Linked DNA regions of Mus musculus: all the other regions are linked to region 3. The links are chromatin contacts, called in public Hi-C and HiChIP or PLAC-seq maps. All regions are on one chromosome and are shown on one strand. Each heading gives the region's core, a stretch centred on a gene start, on an enhancer-like site or on the middle of the called end of the contact. The rest is flanking DNA. Distances are from core to core; before and after follow the strand shown.

What was found. Hi-C and Micro-C count contacts between places; a contact is called where the count stands out from the background. HiChIP or PLAC-seq counts read pairs in DNA pulled down with a chosen protein or histone mark.
Region 1: a contact with region 3 is called in a Hi-C map of myocytes, with 1.9 times the contacts expected there. The contact joins the promoter of Zfp644 here to the promoter of Glmn in region 3. A contact is called at or near these places in 5 of 39 promoter capture datasets (the 3T3-L1 cell line, hippocampal neurons, liver and 1 more), 1 of 484 Hi-C or Micro-C datasets (myocytes), 1 of 115 datasets of contacts at active chromatin or transcription factors (fibro-adipogenic progenitors) and 1 of 9 other capture datasets (liver).
Region 2: a contact with region 3 is called in an H3K27ac HiChIP or PLAC-seq map of the NIH/3T3 cell line, with 5 times the contacts expected there. The contact joins the enhancer-like site here to the promoter of Glmn in region 3. A contact is called at or near these places in 4 of 39 promoter capture datasets (the 3T3-L1 cell line, 3T3-L1-derived adipocytes, cranial neural crest and 1 more), 3 of 484 Hi-C or Micro-C datasets (embryonic fibroblasts and stem cell-derived neural stem cells) and 7 of 115 datasets of contacts at active chromatin or transcription factors (the NIH/3T3 cell line, T-cell acute lymphoblastic leukemia, embryonic stem cells and 3 more).

What each region holds. Positions count from the first base shown.
Region 1 is chr5:106,695,470-106,698,169 of GRCm38.p6, forward strand. Zfp644 (zinc finger protein 644) reads right to left here and starts at 1,361. Exons shown (of 10, transcript NM_001363318.1): 1 at 1,063-1,361; 2 at 174-230.
Region 2 is chr5:106,990,323-106,993,022 of GRCm38.p6, forward strand. No RefSeq gene overlaps it. Among named protein-coding and RNA genes, the nearest start is that of Cdc7, 27 kb to the left of the region's middle. Within about 2 kb of position 1,444, at least 69 of the 459 cell types and tissues checked have an H3K27ac peak or open chromatin away from gene starts, as enhancers often do. A contact at or near this core is called in 3T3-L1-derived adipocytes and the NIH/3T3 cell line, where this site is marked.
Region 3 is chr5:107,596,199-107,598,898 of GRCm38.p6, forward strand. It overlaps Glmn (glomulin, FKBP associated protein), which reads right to left and starts at 1,441. Exons shown (of 19, transcript NM_133248.2): 1 at 1,346-1,441; 2 at 590-664. The coding sequence starts at 628. It overlaps Rpap2 (RNA polymerase II associated protein 2), which reads left to right and starts at 1,498. Exons shown (of 13, transcript NM_144911.3): 1 at 1,498-1,662; 2 at 2,324-2,369. The coding sequence starts at 1,590.

The DNA.
Region 1 (2,700 bases), core at 111-2,610, 900 kb before region 3:
TTTAACAGTTGAAGAGAACTTTTCCACTAATGTCGCTAAACCATGGATGGATCCCAACACGAGAGTCGTCTGTGGAAGTCTCGCAACAAGAAACCACCTAAGTTTCCAATCACGGGGAAGGGTCTGGGACAACTCATCTTCATGTTCTCGGGAGGAGTGGACGGAGCACACACCTGCTTTCCTCTGGCAGAGATTAAGCTCCCAGGGACACAAAGGCCAGGGAATCAGACCTGGAGAGGCAAAAAGCTTTAGCTAGATACCCACCAAGCCCCGTGGCCACCCAAACACTTCGAGTGTTTTTTTTTCTTTTTTTTTCTTTTTTTTTTACCTCTTGGAGTTACTTCTCAGGCACTTAGCGGCACAAGATGTTGCAGACCAGTGGGAAGAAGGGGAAGGCTATGCGCTCTGGTCCCAAAGTCAGGGGAGGGGTGTGGACAGTTACCTCCAGGGCCGGGGCTACAGGCCCGGACAGAGTAGCCTAGCCGCGCACGGGGCGCCGCCTGACTGCTCTCGGACCGCCCCCGTTACTCGGGGAGTTACAATGGCGACCGCAGGGCTCCCCGGACCTCCGGGTCTCGGCCCCCTTCCCCCTACCGCTCACTGGCTGCTCCGCTACATGTGACTAAACAAAACCCCCCGAGTCCAGAGCCCGGCTCGGCCCCTTTGTGTCCGCCACCGGATCCGCCGCCGCCGCAGCGGAAAGGCACCCCCCGCCCCGCGCGCCCGCCTCCGAGTCCCGCCCCGCGGCGGCCGCCGCCGCTCACCTAAGGTTCCGCGGCCCCCCGCGACCGCCGCCTCCCGGACCCCGCGGCCCGGGCTCCTTGTGCAGCAGCAACTCCGCCTCCTCGGCAGCAGCCGCCATCTTAGCCTGTGCGGCAAAACGCGTCCTTTCCGAGGGTTGGGAGCCAGCCTAGGGCGTAGCTCCCCGGGCCCGAGCGCCGCGGGCCGGGTCCCCCCACAACTTCTTCCGCCACCCTCAGTCCCGCCACCGCCTCAGCCCGGACGTCCGAAACGCGGCCGGGGCCGGGGCTAATCCGACCGAATAAGACCCCCGAAACTCACAGTTTGGTGCCGTGTGCGTCAAACCGGGGCGACGTTGGGAGCGCGCGGCGTCCCCGCGTCACACGCCGCTCTGTACGCTACTCGGCTCCAACGGCCCCCTCCGCTCCCCGCTTCTCGCCTCCGGCCTCGGTTCCCACGGCGCAGGCGCGCGGCTTTCCCGCCTCTGCCTGGCCGCCGGCCGCCGGGGGAAGCCAGCGAGGCGCGCCCGTGCTCTCGGGCCGCCGGAGCTCCCGTGCCAATCAGACCCACGGGGGGCGGCAGCAACGCTGCACCGCTGCTCTCCCGTGCCAAAACCAAACAAGGTCACCTCCCCCAGCGGTGACCTAACCACTCCGGAGGAGGTTCCCGCCCCAAAGTAGGCACGCTCCAAATATGGTGGCGACCAAACTCTGCAAGACCCAAGTACCAGGAATGCCTAGGCCCTTTAAGGTGGAATAGGCCCATCTCTGGTGTCTGCAATCGCTAGTTTGCCAAAAACCTGTTCCCTTTTCCAGCTGTTGAAAGAACCAGCAACATATATCAGGCCTACCTTGGAGAACTGGCACAGACAGGTTTTATGATGTTAAACAGGCCAGGTGGCAAAAGCATCAGGTATAGAAATTCAGTTACCCAGACAAGACACCCAAAAAGAAGGCCCGGATTTGGGTTCCTTGGACTCTGCAAGGGCAGATTCTGCACTAAGGAACATGCCTTGATTGTCCAAATTGGAGTCATGCAAAGAGACGTCAGAAATGCTGGTTAACTCTTCAGGTAATCAATAGATTCCCCAGAGGGTCTTCTAAATCTCCCTTTTAACAAGCATTCAGCCATGGGCTTCTGAGGGAAGCAGCGCACTAATTAGAGGTATTCGCTTTGCTTTTGAACCGAGTCAACAAGTTCCTAACCTGTTGAAGGTGAGCTAAACGTTCTAGAATACTCTGATGGGCCTGCCTTACTAAATTCTTTGGTTTCGCTGAACTTTTTCTCATGAAAAACTTTAAAACGTTTTTTAGTAGTTAAGCAGTAATCATGAACTATGCACCTCCAAGCCTTCGAGATATTATTAACATTCACAGGAATACACCATAATTACATTTATTTGTCAAGAATGGGAGTATCTTTCCTGAAAAACGGTGCCTTCAGAAGCAGCAAATGTATCCCAAAGAACGAACATTTCACTATCCACTCTAATTATTTCGCTTGCTAGTAACTGCTGACAACTAGAGTTCATGCTGTGTGTGTGTCAGGCATTCTTGTCACCTGTTCAAGTTCATTACAACCTAAAGTGGCAAAGAGAGATTAGACTGTTGAGCTGTTTCAAAATGAAAGCTTTCCTTCATATATACGAATAGATAGATACACAACAAATAAATCTGTGTCCATTTTCAGCCAACTGCTTGGAGGAGATGCACTTTAGAGACTTATTCTCATCTCATGAGTTTGGGTTTTGCTTGAATGTATGGCTGTGCACCGCATGCTTCATGCCTGGTACCACAGAGTCCAAATGAGCCTCAGGAAGGACCTGAAACTGGAGCTGCAAATGACAGGCCATCATGTGGAAATATCACAAGGGACCTGATCCTGAGTCCCCAGCAAGCACATAAGGTACTCTTGGCCAGTGAGCCATGTCTCCTGACCCACCAGGTCTGTTAACCTGCA
Region 2 (2,700 bases), core at 194-2,693, 610 kb before region 3:
CAAGTTCAGTTCTCAGCACCTCCATGGTACCTCCATGGGCACCTGAACTCACACACACATGCCCTCACACATAGATAAAAATAAAATAAAATAAATCGGTAACAATGATTACAAAAGAATAAAGCACATCAGGGTATTTATAGTCGGACTTTTCATTTTCTTTTTTTAGATTTTTAAATTTTACACATATGAATATTTTGCCTGCATGCATGTACACCACAGAAGGTGTCAGCTCACCTGGAATGGGAATTAAGTATGGTTTGAGCTACGGCGTGCGTGCCGAGAACCAAACCCAGGACCTCTGCAAGAGCAAGTGCTCTGGACTTCCGGTCCACTCTCCAGCACCCTTGTTTGTTTAAGTTTACACAGGAGCTCGTGTAACGGAAACTGGCCTTGAACTAGTGATCCTCCGCCTCCCTGGTGCAGAGGTTGTGGGTGCGGGGCCGCCACAGCCAGCTGTATCAGACTTAACTCAGGGTAGCAGAATCTGGATGCTGTGACCCTGGAGCTGCACGGTGACATTGCCTCTGTCCACCAGATGGCAGGAATTCCTTTGGCATGTTCTGTGAGGCAGCTGCCCGGGACACTTGGATGGATCTATCAGTAAGACTTTGAAGACATAAACACAAAACATCGACTCTCACAGAAAACTAAGTGTTCAGGCAAACAGAGCTGGTGGTGGTTTAACCATTCTCTACCCCGGGCTTTTCACCTGTGTTCCTTCCCCGGGCTCCCCTGTACCGTATTACCAGTCCCTCCTGTCTATCATCTACAACAAGGCTTTATCTGTCTAATGTACGTGCCTCTGGGTCTCTAGTGCTCAGCACATAGCATGCCTGCAGTGAGGTATATTTTTGTGTTTTGTTCTTTGAGGTCAATGACAGTTGACTTCTAGAAATGAAGCTCTGTGTATCTTTTTAAGTCTTTGGGCATGAGCAGAAATGCTGAGCGCCTCCCTGCCCCCACCTTCATAGCTGGAAGGAGGAAAGCCGCTCCTGAAGCTTGGGGGCTCATTTCCTCCCTCCAATGCACCCCCCTTCTGTCTATTAGTGGTCAGAGGCATATCTGCCAGCACTGTATTTCCATGCTAAGCTCCAGCGAGGATGTTCAAAGCACCCCCAGGGTCTGTCCTCTCTGCCATTTGCCTCCTTCTAATTTCCTTCTCCAGCCTCCCCTTTCTATGTACCTTCACCCAGACCGCCTTCCCAGTCACTGTGTAGTCAGGGACAAAACCACTTTGTTTCTCTGCCTCCACATCAGATCCTAACCTGTCTTTTGCCCTGGACAGATCGTGAGATACACCTTGGTGCACTCCATAAAGAGGAATTGTTTTGATAATCCAAACAAAGCTAAGAATGTTTAAATTCCTCCCACTCTCTCCTCACCGCAGTGTGAGATGAATCCAACTGTGTTGTAAGAGTGTGGCCGCAGGCCTGCACTCTTGAGTTACGAAATGTTGCAGCAAACTCTCCTTGTATAGCAATGTTATCAGCCAAGAACTCTAGCCTTAGCCCCACCATTGAGAAATCTGGAGAACTTTCTCTTTGTGCACAGGGACTTTCAGAAGTTTCTGCCTAATCGACATCTGTAGCATTCATAAGCATATGTGATGATATAAGGACACTGTGGGGACTTCTCTCCCCAGAGACTATTTGTACTTTTGTTGCAAGTAGGGGCTTAGCAATACTGCATGAGCCCTCAAACCTGATGCTCCGTTTCACATTTAAGGGATGGCAGATGTTAGAACTGGCAGCTGGGAAGAATGCAGTGGGTGGAAATGAGAACACCGTGTCCCTTCCTGTGTGTGTGTGTGTGTGTGTGTGTGTGTGTGTGTGTGTATACATACATACATACATACATATATACATACATTTCCCAGCATATGATGAAATTGGAGTAAGGAGAAAAACATGGCCTTTAGCTTTTTAGTTTTCGCTGGATATTAACTTTAGAGAATTTCATTTTCCCCATTCTTACTTTTTGCACATACATGTGTACCTGTGTAAGGAGAAGTCGGGACAATCTTGGGCTTTTGGTGACATTCCCTCTCCCTCTTTGAGGTAGGGTCTGTCATTGGCTTGGAACTGAGTATGTGGGCTAGGATGACTGGCAAGGAATCTGCTTATCTCTGCTCCCAGTGCTGGGAATACAAGGCATTCACTCCATCCATTCATCCATCCATCCATCCATCCATCTGTCCATCCATCCATCCGTCTGTCCGTTTGTCCATCCATCCACCCATCCATCTATCATCTATCTATCTTCTATCATCTATCATCTAATCTATCAATCATCTATCATCTATCAATCTATCTTCTATCATCTATCTATCATTTATCAATCATCTATGTATCTATCATCTATCATCTATAATAATCATCTATCTATCTATCTATCATCTATCTATCATCTATGCATCATATATCTATAATCTCTCTCTCACCTATCTCTATCTATCTATTGGTGCTATTACCAGGCACTCAGTACATTCATTTATTTATTTATCCATTTATTATTTTTGAGACAGTGTCTCACTGTGGCGCGTTGGCTGATCTAGAACACTCTCTGTAGACCAGATTGGTCTTGAACACAGAGGTCCACCTGCCTCTGCCTTCCAAGTGCTGGAAGTACTGGTATGCACCACCACACCTGGCAAATTGAAATAAATGTATTTATTGATTTGAGGGCAGGGGGAGCAGG
Region 3 (2,700 bases), core at 191-2,690:
GTGGCTCACAACCACCTGTAACTCCAGCTCTGAGTGGTCCTAACGCTACGGCTTCCATGCCAGGCACTTATACTCATATATACCCCCTACCAACACACATAAACAGACATGTACATGATTTAATATGCTTTTAAATACAATTTACTAACGTTTACCTTCATACATATGCATGTGCCTGATGCCCATTGTGGGCCAGAACAGGGCCTGGGTTTTGAGAAATGAACCCAGGTCCTCCGCAAGAACAAGTGCTCTTAACCACTGAACCATCTCTCTAGCCCCTTATGCCCCTTGTGAGCGAGGGTCTCTCTCTCTCTCTCCATAGCCCAAGCTGTCCTGGAAATTTACCATGTAAACCAGGCCAGCCTCAAAATCAGAGACCCCTCTGCCTTTGCCTCCCAAAAGTACTAGGATTGAAAGTCACCACCACCATCATCATTATCATCTAATCTACTTTCCTGATTTTTTGATATTTACAAGTCAAAAAAGAAGAAGCAGAATTTAGTTAAGATAAATAACATGAGTGACCACAAAGTAAAGATACTCTATGCCCTTCCCATATATTTAAAGGTGTTTTCGGAGAAGTACTTACACATCTTTTTATTATGCTCTGAAGTTCCTCCACAGCCATTCCTAATTATTTTCCTAATTTTGATGCTGTAATGAACTAATACAAAAAAACCCAGTTAATTGTGTGATACCATGTAAATTATGTTTCATAAACCGTTTCATTCTGAATTATTAGACAACAAACACAATGTAAAGTTTTATAGGTTAACTGCTATTACTGAACGTTACTGTGTTAGCCTAATGAAGCATTTTTAAAAGCCCCTGATATAATGCCTAAAGAAAGTAATTTTTAAAGAATGACGAGTAAAAAAATAAAAAGAGCCCTAGAAAGAACTACTAGAAAAGCCTTTGTTTAAAAGGAAAACAAAAATCCAAATTGTGGACCTGGAATGAAAAATCTAATCATTAAGTAATTTTTTTAAATGTCCCATTGACAAAAACTGGAATCCAACATAATTAAGTCACCCAAAGAAGTTGAAGATTCCGATGCCGCCCACCCCATTCTCCACAGGATCTCCCTCCTCACATAAACAATCGTCAGTGAGATCACCGAGTATCACGAAAAGGAGGCCAGCAGCGAAGGTCCTTGCCCCGCAGGCGCGAACAGGAAAATCACACCCTACCGCGCCTGGCTGAGGCGAAGGGAGGCCATTTCTCCCTGCTCCTGCAGGGCAGGGTGTCCAGGCTCCAGCACCTCCAGAGGCCGAGCAGGAGAGCCGCGTGCGGCGCAGGTCCTGTTCGGCGAGCCCGATCCGCCCGACCCAGCATGTCTACCTACCCGCCGATCCACGCGCCTGCCTCTTGCCCTCCTCCTCCTTCTCCACTTCAGGTAGCGCAGGCCGCACTCCTGGCCCCGCCCCCGGACCGGACCCTCCCCCTCCGCCGCTCGCCCCGCCCCGCCCTGGGCCCGCCCCCTCCGCCGCTCGCCCCGCCCTCCCTGGGCCCGCCCCCAGCCCGGTTCCGGGCGAAGCGTGAGGAGGTAGATGTGCTGTCCCGACCCCCTCTTCTGACCGCATTTCCCCATGGCTGACTCTGCCGTACCTTGCTCTCTAGGCCCAAGTACCCGGGCTTCCAGCACCCACCGAGATGCTACCGGTACGAACAAGAGCCACCGTCCCAGGCTGGGACCCTGAGACCTTGGTTTGAGTACCACGCACGCGCGGGCCTCTTTCTGAGGCTGCGCCGGGGAGAGCGAGAACTCCGGGTGGATGAGGCCCAGAGCTTCCCAACGCAGGCTGTCCTAGTGCCTTCGGGGGAGGAATCCCACACTCTTACACAGGGGTTTTAGGATCTACCCGTACGTGGGAACAAGTGGCCAAGGCAGGTGGTGGTCAGTTGCCTTGAACCTTGGATTGCTTTGATATCTGGTCTCTGAGGTCTCAGACTCCTCTCTTTAGGCAAGGGAACAAACATTTGGGAGACTGAGCAATGTTTATTCTAAAGGAACCCAGTTTAGAGAGTGTTTTAAAAGCACTTGATTAAAGCGCATCCGATGAGAAAGAGTCCTCGAAGAGACTGCCGTCATGAAAATGTAAAATGTAATTAATTTACAGAAACAATTGAATTTGCTTCCTGTTTAGCCCCCCCTTTTGTTTTTGTTTTTCTGGGGGGGGGGTTGTTTTTCTTTTTTTGTACACATCGAAGTTGGAAATGAGATGTGTGAGAGAAAAGGAAATGGTGCCTACAGTGTGATATTTGGGGACTACTCTGCTACATCAAATGCATTGGCACTTGACTTTTCTCTCTTCAATTGTAGGTACTAAACAGACCCGAGCCCTGAAACGAGGAGATGCATCTAAAAGGTAGAACCACGTGGGCATCTGCATTTCACTTTGCTTTTATCTCATTAATTCAATCTGATTTGGTTTTTTTTTTCTTTTCTTTTTTTTTTTCTTTTCTTTTTTTTTTTTTTTTTTTTCTTTTTTCTTTTTGGTTTTGGTTTTTTTGTTTTGATGTTCTGTTTTCTGATCTTGCAATCTGGGAATTGAACTTAAAGACTTTGTACATTCTAATGAAGCTCTTTGTCTAATTTACCGAGCTATACTCCAGCCCAAATAGTTTAAAAGCATAGTGCATACCTTTCTTGAGAAAATACTGAAGACTCAGGAAGCACTGTCGATTCTCACGTAAGAC